Linked DNA regions of Gossypium hirsutum: region 2 is linked to region 1. A link is a contact called in public Hi-C data. All regions are on one chromosome and are shown on one strand. Each heading gives the region's core, a stretch centred on a gene start, on an enhancer-like site or on the middle of the called end of the contact. The rest is flanking DNA. Distances are from core to core; before and after follow the strand shown. Region 1 has its middle 16 kb from the start of LOC107886790. Region 2 holds the start of LOC107886788 (protein TPX2).

Region 1 (4,784 bases), core at 1,358-3,857:
TCATATAACACATATTGCGATGGTGGATCCTTGAGCTGGTTACAAAGAATTAGGCAGTCGGAGTACCCATCATTCATATAACACATATTGCGATGGTGGGTCCTTGAAATTGGTTGCACTAACTTGCCTTCATTGAAAATTTGCAAGTTTTAGGGGTGTGGAAAATATCTTCATTCTTTAGAACATAATAATATGGTTGAGTTCGGTCAACTTAATAAAGCTGTTAAAATTTGCAAAAAAAAAAATATTTATATATTTAAATCATATCTTTTTCTTTTTGTCAAATAATCTTCAATTAATGACAAAATTGAATTCTTAAAAACTTTGAAATATTATATCCGGGTCTTAAATTATGTTTGATCTTGATTTATTCTAATTGAGCCTTATCATATATGGATTTTGTTCTGATTTATTCTTATATAAATTTAGATATAATTTAATCATTATTTCAAAGGTGTGCTTTCTAATGTTAGTTTTAGTAGTAGTTATTTAGACGTATAATTATAATTACAATTATAATTATTTTTTTATAAAAACAAAATGCACATCAGTTTGATGAGCAGAAAAAGGGTTTATTCCAAATGGCCATTCATTCGGTCATTAATAAAGCAGAATACAAAGAGGTGGACAAAGCCACCAAGTAGACTCATTAGCTACATCTAACAAAGCTGGCTATGGTAAATAATGCGTTGGGTTACTACCGGCTTGCAATAAATGTCTAAAACAAATGACATAAAATTCCAGAAAAGAAAAAGAGAGACCGAACATCAGTAATCAAGTTCCCTAATCTCAATACTACCTAGTCACTAGAAGACAAATCACTTTCCACCTCCGCTCTTCTAAAATTTAGGTCATAAAGCCATTGCAACCCCATCAATCCTGCCTTGGCCTCAAGAATTGCAACATCCTCACTCCCAGTACACCCTCCAGGCAGCAGTGCATAGTATCGAAGTCCAAATTGGAACATGGAAAAGAAGGCTGCAAATTAGCATAGTAGAACTTGATTTCTAACATACCAAACCTTTCAACGAGTCATAAAAAAAAGAGTAAATGATGTAATGTACCTTATCATTATATCTAATATTTGTTAATCATTAGACTTTATTTTTCTAATTGAAATTAAGATATCAATTCTTAGCAATAGTGGTTAATCCTCTTGACATTGAAGCTCTCCAAAGAGATAAACGATTGATTGTGAAATATGTTCCATTCATATGAACGCAGTGGCGGAGCATAGTGGAGAGCTAGGAGGCCATGGCCCCCTAAAATAATAAAATTTCAATTTAAGCTCTTTATAATTTATAAAATTTTAAATTAGTAATGACAAAATTACACTTTAGCCTTCCAAAAATAATAAAAATTTGATTTAACTCTTTTAAAATTATAAAGATATAAACTATTAAAATGATGAAATTACATTTTTACTATTGTAAAAATATACAATTTAATTCTGTCCCAAAACAAATTTTAGGCTTCGCCACTGTATGAGCGGGAATTGAACCTCTGGCAACATGTTTAAGGGACGAGGTGAACTAATACCATTCCACATCTTGTGACTATTAAACTTTATTTTTAATGATATGACATCATCTGGTTCATTGATCATGCATAGAATTATATACTCTCATTGACAGAATTTGATACACTGATTGACACTGTTGTTTGCATTTAATAAATCATGAAATATATGAATGATGTACTTATGCTAGTGTAAATTGAAAAAAAGAAGAAGATTTAGACATTTAAAAAAAATTATGATTAATATTTTAACAATTACACTATCATATTTTATGCTCCATTCATGTAGACCATACATGTCAAGTTTTGAGTAAATTAAAAGTGTCTAGAGATAAAGCAATATTTGTCCCCCTAAACTTGACAACTTTTCTTAAGTTAGTAGTTGATTTTTTTTATCTAGATTAGCACTTGAACTTGAATTCTATTACACATTTTGTCATTTTAATATATTCCTCATCTATTCCAAAATGTTATTCATGTCAACCAAACAATGTAATATTGTAACATGTTTATTCCATTCAACCAATCGAATTATATAAAATATATTATCTAGTTATTCCATTCTCACTTAGTAACTATCCAATCCCTGCTTTTTTCTAGTATAGGGAACCAAACAGGCCATTGCCTATCCTTAATTTGTTTGTGTATATAATAAATCATAAATTAATATAAAATAATATTAAAATTCTGAAAATATAACAATGCAGGAATTATAAAACTTGTATATAAATGCTAATTCTAGACTAGTTAAGGCAACACTAAGCGACAATTGTAGAATCCTCTCTGAGACTATAGCAGAATGGAATTATTTTCCTTGTTTATGGATTTTAAAATTGTTTTGCGGTCTTGATTATAATACTCGTTTGCAACACCACATGGTTGTATTGTAGTATATGCATTTACTTGGATCCTTATGCCCAAGTAACGGAAAAAATTAGGCCTTAATCCTTTGTACAAGAGAACATTTTTTTCACTGCTAGTGCAGCTGGCCTTTGTGTCGACTACTGCAGTTGGGCTTTTTCTCTCACGTCCTAGCACAATAACACCGCTCCTATCTTTTTCTTTGGCCTCCAGCCGTCGTGTTTTGGGCAGGTAGATCCCCTTCCACCAAATGGGTTTCTTCACAGTTTTGCTTCTAGAGTGGCTCCTCTATCTAGCTTGCTACTTGTTTTTTTTTTTTTGGTTCTCTCTCAGGCTTAGCTTCATGCGCACTGTCAGACGCTTTCGTTGCTTGGTTTCCTACCCGTTGAATCGCGCTAGGCTTTGGACCCACCACACCAGCTCTGCTTTGTTTGGTAGTTGAGGCCTTAGTCGCTTTTGATGGTCATGGCTCCTTGCCCTTCAATGAGGAATGGTCATAGTCTCTTGGTAGGAGCATGCATGGAGGTGATGGTAGATTTTGGGCATAATCATCTTGGCCGCCCTTTCACTCTTCTCCTCCATTCCTCATTTTTTGTTTTTCTTGGGGGGGTTCTAAATCTTTTTTCAGCTTATCCTTTATGGAATGAAATGTTTGCCAACCGAAAATGAAGGAATGATGGGAAAACGCAGGTGGAGAAGGAACCTAAAAGATGGATGCATTTCGATTATATTGGATCATTATATTAATTTTGTTTAACCAATTTGATTTACTCGATGTTATACATGGCCTCCTAAGATAATCCAAGCTCAAAGAAGCACACTACAAGCCCAAATAGAATGGTTAAGCCTAAATAATTGCTTAACCCATAAATTGGTGCTTACATAGTATTATTTTTACTATCTTAATATTTAATTCTTTTTAGTTACACGTGATATTTAATTTATTTTGAAATTAGTTAAATCGTTGAATATATATTAAAAAACTTAATTTATAAATTGGTATCTAAATTAGTTTTTTTTAGTACCTCACAAGTTGTTTTAAAACTATTTTTTTGTTACAAAAGGTTTCTAAACTATTTTTTCTCTAAATTAATACATTTGGTAGTTCAACCATTAATCAATCCGTTAAGTTTATTTATAAAAAATACACAATTAAAAATTACCATATTACAAAAAGACAAAAAAAAAATCTTATTTTCTCTTTATATATCCTCTTTTTTATTTTATAACTTTTTTCTTTTTTCTTTTTTCTTCCTCTCATCTTAGATTTCTTCTACAAGTGTGAAAATATGTGTAGGCAACTGAGTATCAGTTATTATTCCGAAGAGTTCAACAAGAAAATCCATTAAGTAAAAATACATGTGAACATGATTATATGATGAATAAGTGCAGGTATATGTTTAAGAAAATTTTAAGCAATATGCTCGATATTTGAGTGAACTTCGATAAGACAAAATGGATTAAGTGAAATTATGTAAGTGAATTTTAGTAGTAAAATAATGTTGGACAACAGCAGTTGTGTGACTTTGAAAATTCACCAAAAACTGTGTAAGTTGAATAATCTCAAATAAATTATGAAATTAAAACTTAATGAGTCTATTTTCATATAAAAGAAATAAGGGGAGCAAAAGAGTTGTATATTATGTGATATTCTAATTTTTGTGAGACAGTGTTAGAATGAATTCGAGATCCCCTGTTCTGACTTGGAAAAATTGTTAAAAATTGTAGAAAAATAATTATGGGTTATAATTTATATGCTTAGAATCTTTGATGAGTCTAATTTTAATAGAAACAAACGTTAACATTATCCGAGTCTCGTACTATGAGATAAATAAATTTTAGTGAAGAAAGGTCGAAGCTGACAAATAGCAAAACAGGGGAGAATTTGAATAATAAACTGTATTTATTGGATGGACAAAAAATTCTGAAAATTTTATGGTGGAAATATATGAGTCTAGTTTCTGAGAAAATTTACGGATCTTAATTTGGAGTTCTGTAACTCCAGATATAAATGATTTAGTGACTGTGACTCAAGAAAGCAGCTTAACCAGAACATGTGTAAATGTACAATTGTGTTAGTTTTACTATGGAAAGCATATTAGTAAATTGCTTATTATTATTTCATGTGAGCTTACTAAGCGTAAAGCTTACCCCCTCCTTTCCATTTCTTTTAGTGTTGTCAGGTTAGCTCAGGGTTGGAGATCGTCGGAGGCAGCATCACACTATCAAGCCAACACCTTGATAGTATAAACACATATGCTAGAATTATCAAGTGAGTGGCATGTATAGGGACCTAGTTTTATAACATGTGTTATTATAATTTGGCCAAATATATTGGTCTTTAGTGAGCTAATGATTCTGACTTATAAATCTAGCTATTTATGTTATGTTTGATATTGATGATG
Region 2 (4,784 bases), core at 598-3,097, 36 kb before region 1:
CGACTTGTGGGGCAAGTGGTGGGATTTTACGTTTAGGATCTAGAGTATAGAGGGAAGCAACGAAGAGACAACGTCAGATATAAGTTACAAAAGAACAGTAGCTAAAAACTTAACATGCCAAAAGCAAGAGAACATAAGCACCTGTCTAGACCTCCCTCCATCTAGTTTCTGACGTTTAATGGCTTGGTTCTCTAGAGCCAAATTAGGAGTTCCAGCACTGCCTTTTTTCGGCTTCAACACTGATGATGGATTCCTTATCATACTAGCTATCTTTTTAGCTGTCTGGTGCTTCTTGTCACTCACCAGTTTTTTCTGAGAATTCATCAATGGTTTAGGAGTGCAAGCTTCGGTTTCTACTTGCACAGAAGATTCGGCTTTCTCCTTGTCACCAGTTACATTTGAACGTCCTTTTTCAGTCAGGACACTGAATATTTAACAGAAAGGAAGCAAATATACAAGGATAAGAACCAAAGTATTCATAATAGAACTCAGATACTATTTACAAAATTTTCAAAACCCAAAGAACAAACCTTTCTTTCTCTTGAGCACATAGAATCTCTACTTGCTCCTTACCTTTATGATTAGGACTCTGAAATACAGTTTAAAATCATGAGAAAACAGAAGAATTAATCAATAACAAGAACGGATGAAAATAAGTCCACTAATCACCTCATTGACAATTTGATTGTTTTCAACATTTGCCTCAGAGGGTTTGACTTCTTCTTTTACTTTATCCGGTACAAGCACAGTTTGAGGCTTGTCCTCTAAGCCATTAGGATTAGGAGCTGCTTCCTTTACTTTATCAGGCTCGGTTTGAGGCTTGTCTTCTGCGCCATTGGGATTAGGAACTGCTTCATCTGAAGCTTCCGAGGCCTGCAGCAAAATTATATTCATAATGACCAAATTCAAAATGAGAGAAATTGCTTTAGAAGATATTTAAAGAAATTCCCACCTTTTGAATTTGATCTTCTTCACTGAAATTGCAGAGACTCTCAACATGAACGGATCGATTATGGGCCTTAATTTTAACCATACAAGCTGCATTATGGGGAAAAACCAAAAAGAAATGAAATCTCCATAAGATAAAAGCAAAAGGTTGGCTTGATTACGGAAAATATGGGACCAAAATGTAACTTGATTTGATTTACAGTTCAAATGAGAATTAACCAATTCCATTATCCTAAATTCATTCCAATAATTTTGAGTAGAACAAAGGCAGTTTTAAGGATAATTAATGTATATTCCTTTTCCTATCAAATCTAAGTAAACAGAGACACAAAGGATTAGTGGATCAAACCTAGGAGTCTATTAACAATTAAAATCTATCTAGACAAAACTCCAAGAAAATTAAGAGCCATCTACCAAAATGAATCAGTTACAGAGAAAATAATGATTCAAAGAATACAATCTTTAAAGAGTGAGGATCAGTTGATTCACAAAATAAGAAAGAAACAGGAAGGAGAAAGAGAAAGAACATACGAGAAGGGGCGTAGCTTAAGGCGGTTTCAAACCAGAGCTCGGCTTCACGCGTTTCTTCTTCCGACTCTCCTTTGATGAAATCAAAGAAACGCGGCGCTGAGAACTCGTATATCTCGTCGATCATCCTTGCCGTTGCCTCACTCGAGTCATCCATCAGATGCAAAACAGAGAGATTCAATCTTCCAGGGTTTAAGGGGGTCGGGAGCGAGTTATTATCGGAAAGTCTCTAGATATTTCGCTTCCTTCTTAGATTCTTAGAAGATCCGCATTACTGGCAATAAGTGCGGATGATTGCAGATTGGAGTTAAACATGAGGAACTGCAACGGTCGATTTTTTGTTTTTTGTTTTTTTTTTTTTTAATTTGGGGAAGGTGTTGTAACGGTCAAATTTGTGTCAATTTGGTGAGTAAGAGATGAGGTGCCTTTCTAACGGCTATTTCCCACGCTCTCCTGAGTCCTGACCTGTATAAAGTGTGCCGTTTTGGTTCCGTAACAAAATTTACTTCATTTTGTCCCTACACTTGTACGAGGGTCAGTTAAAGTACATTGACTCCTTCAATCAAAATTTATAAATACTTAATCTAAATCCATTTAGTATTTTATATTTAATAATTATATATACTTTTATTAAAAATTTTAAATATATATTTAATATTTATATTATAGCGTTATATATTTACTTATTATATTATTAAAAATATAATATATATTTTGAAAAAATAATAAATTATAAAGTTTAAAAATGAGTTTCCATTGGGAAAAAAAATCAAAATGGGTCAAGTTAAGTTAAATTTGGGGTTTAAAAGTTAAAAGGTTAGTGTTTGTCCAAGTCCATTAAACCTTCCCAAAAATAAGTCTTAATTAATTTAGTGGAGGAAAGATTTTCTTTTGTTTAATTAACTAGTGTTTTAAGCCTTGCAATGGATTTTCTATTATACATATATTTTTTAATATATTTATATTATTATTTAACTTTTTTTTTGAATTACAATAATAGAGTAAAACCAGAACAACTAATGCAACTAACGTGATTCGAACTCAGATCACACCTGGGACGATGAATATCCTTGACCATTAGGTCATAAAATAGGGTTCTATTATTTAACTTTTTTAATTGAATTGATATCACTAATAACTCTATTGAAAAATTACCAAATTATCCAACTTTTAAAACAAATTTAGCTCTGCATATTTATAAAATTAGTCATTTTAATTCTAATTTGAAAAAATTCTATAAATTTAGTCCTTAACATTTAGAATAATTTGTCATTTTAGTTCTAATTCTAAAAGTTTAAAAAGGAAAAATATTTTAAAATTATTTTTTGATGAAATTTATAAAAATAATTTAAAAATCTAAAAATCATAAAGAAATTATAAATAAAAAACCAAAATATATGTATTATAAGGCTAAATTTGATGAATATACTATTTTTTTAATTAGGCCTTTAGGACGTTTTGGCCTAATTATAAAAATTAACATATTCTTCAAATTTGGTCGTATTATAAATAAAAAATATAAATATATATATATATGTCAAATGATTCAAAAAGAAATGAGCATGGAATAGATTGATTAGAGAGATGAAGTTTTACATCTCCATGGGACATAGAACTGACAAAGGTATGTCCCTTGATTCAGTTTAGCTTATATTATCAATTTTTGAACTAGATTTTCTAGGACTTTGGTCGTTAGACTACCTACGTTTGGAAGTTATTGATAACATGTCCAAGTCGGAAAGAAATAAGGTGAAGAAAAGCTTTTTAAGGTTTTTATTTCATGAAAGATTTCACATTGCATAGTTTTCTCTACTCGAAAATTAACTCTTTATATATTTTTAAGATAAGAAAAAATTCAAAACAATTTTTTAATAGTTCAAAAAATTGTTATTTTTTTAGAGGAATTTAATTAAATAATATGTTATTAATTTAAAATATGGCACTTAGTTGGATTTAAGCCAACTTGATTTTTTTACCTTACTCACGAAGGTGGCATTAGTTTAAAAGGAGCATAATTCGAATGGTGTTAAATACTCTTCTTATTTAGTGGGTTTTGGAGGTACATCAAGGAATATTTTAAAAAATAAAAATATTTTAAATATTTTTCCTCTCTTTTTTAAAGAAAAATAAATTTATAACTAAATTGACAAATTTTGTAAATGTTGAGGATTAAATTTATTGAACTTTTAGAATTTGAACTAAAATGAAAAACTTTTGTAAACATTAAGGGCTAAATTTGTTGAATATTTTAGATTTAGGATCAAATTAATAAAATGTGTAACCATTGGTGGCCTAAATTTGTTATTAGGTCAATAAAAAAAGACTCGTGTCAGCTTTTCGTTATTCTTCTAATGGTAACTAACAAAAGAGTGACTAAAGTATTTGATTTTGAAAAGTTGAGTGACTAAATAAATAATAATAATAATAATTGAGTGACCAAAATAGAACTAAAAGCGTAGTGGGGTAACTATTTTTTGTAGTTTACCTTAAAAAGTAACATGAGTAAAAAATTATCACAATAATCTAGAAATACATATTCAATTTAAAAAAAAATTAGTAACCAAATTAAGAGGTATTTTGACTTTAACATAGTAAAAATATTACCAATAAGTAATTAGGAGTGAAGGTGGACTTCTTCCCTATGCATTTGAACCAAGTTTGAGTCCTAAAGTTGTCATTGTTGGAAGGACTTTACCTAAATACCATCCTTGACTCAAATAGGATTCCTTTTAGATTGTAAAACGAATCAAGACACATTTCATTATAAAAAAAAACTTATTGGTTCGAGTTGAAGAATTTTTCTTTCTTGAACTCTAATTAAGTTAACGAGGATGGAAGATGAATGTTGAATGAAAAAGTCTATTTTGATGTGCCAGTCTTCAAGACCTAACAAGAACCTCTAGAGATCTCTAATTATCCTTCCAAACTTAAGAAAACTAGACAAGTTAAAAGTGTGCTTCAAGAATTGAAAAAAGTAAGTTAAAATACCTTACAAGAAACTATTCTTGAAGATAAAAAGAAAACTCCTTGGAGTAATTTTATTAATCAAAGAAATAAAAAGTAACTTAGAACCTAATGGTGGCTATGCCCTCTTTAACTAGGCACATCTAAAGCATGCAAATAGAAAATAAACTCAAGAAATCCTAAGTTAAATGAAAGTCCAAAAAAATTGTCTTGTACATGTACAAGAACTAATCTATAAGTATTAAAAAATTAGAAATAAATAAATCTATAAATATAAGACTCCAATAGGATGAAAGTACTAATTCAAAGTCCAAAACTCATAATACTCATTTTAATCATGTCCA

What was found. A called contact is a pair of places that touch in the nucleus more often than the background predicts.
Region 2: a contact with region 1 is called in a Hi-C map of hypocotyl, with 2.9 times the contacts expected there. The contact joins the promoter of LOC107886788 here to the enhancer-like site in region 1. A contact is called at or near these places in 8 of 34 Hi-C or Micro-C datasets (callus, hypocotyl, leaf and 1 more).

What each region holds. Positions count from the first base shown.
Region 1 is chrA03:105,404,659-105,409,442 of Gossypium_hirsutum_v2.1, reverse strand. No RefSeq gene overlaps it. Among protein-coding and RNA genes, the nearest start is that of LOC107886790, 16 kb to the left of the region's middle. Within about 2 kb of position 2,607, at least 9 of the 9 cell types and tissues checked have an H3K27ac peak or open chromatin away from gene starts, as enhancers often do. A contact at or near this core is called in hypocotyl and leaf, where this site is marked.
Region 2 is chrA03:105,439,854-105,444,637 of Gossypium_hirsutum_v2.1, reverse strand. It overlaps LOC107886788 (protein TPX2), which reads right to left and starts at 1,847. Exons shown (of 20, transcript XM_016810851.2): 1 at 1,480-1,847; 2 at 953-1,038; 3 at 670-873; 4 at 531-589; 5 at 142-424; 6 at 1-39. The coding sequence starts at 1,633.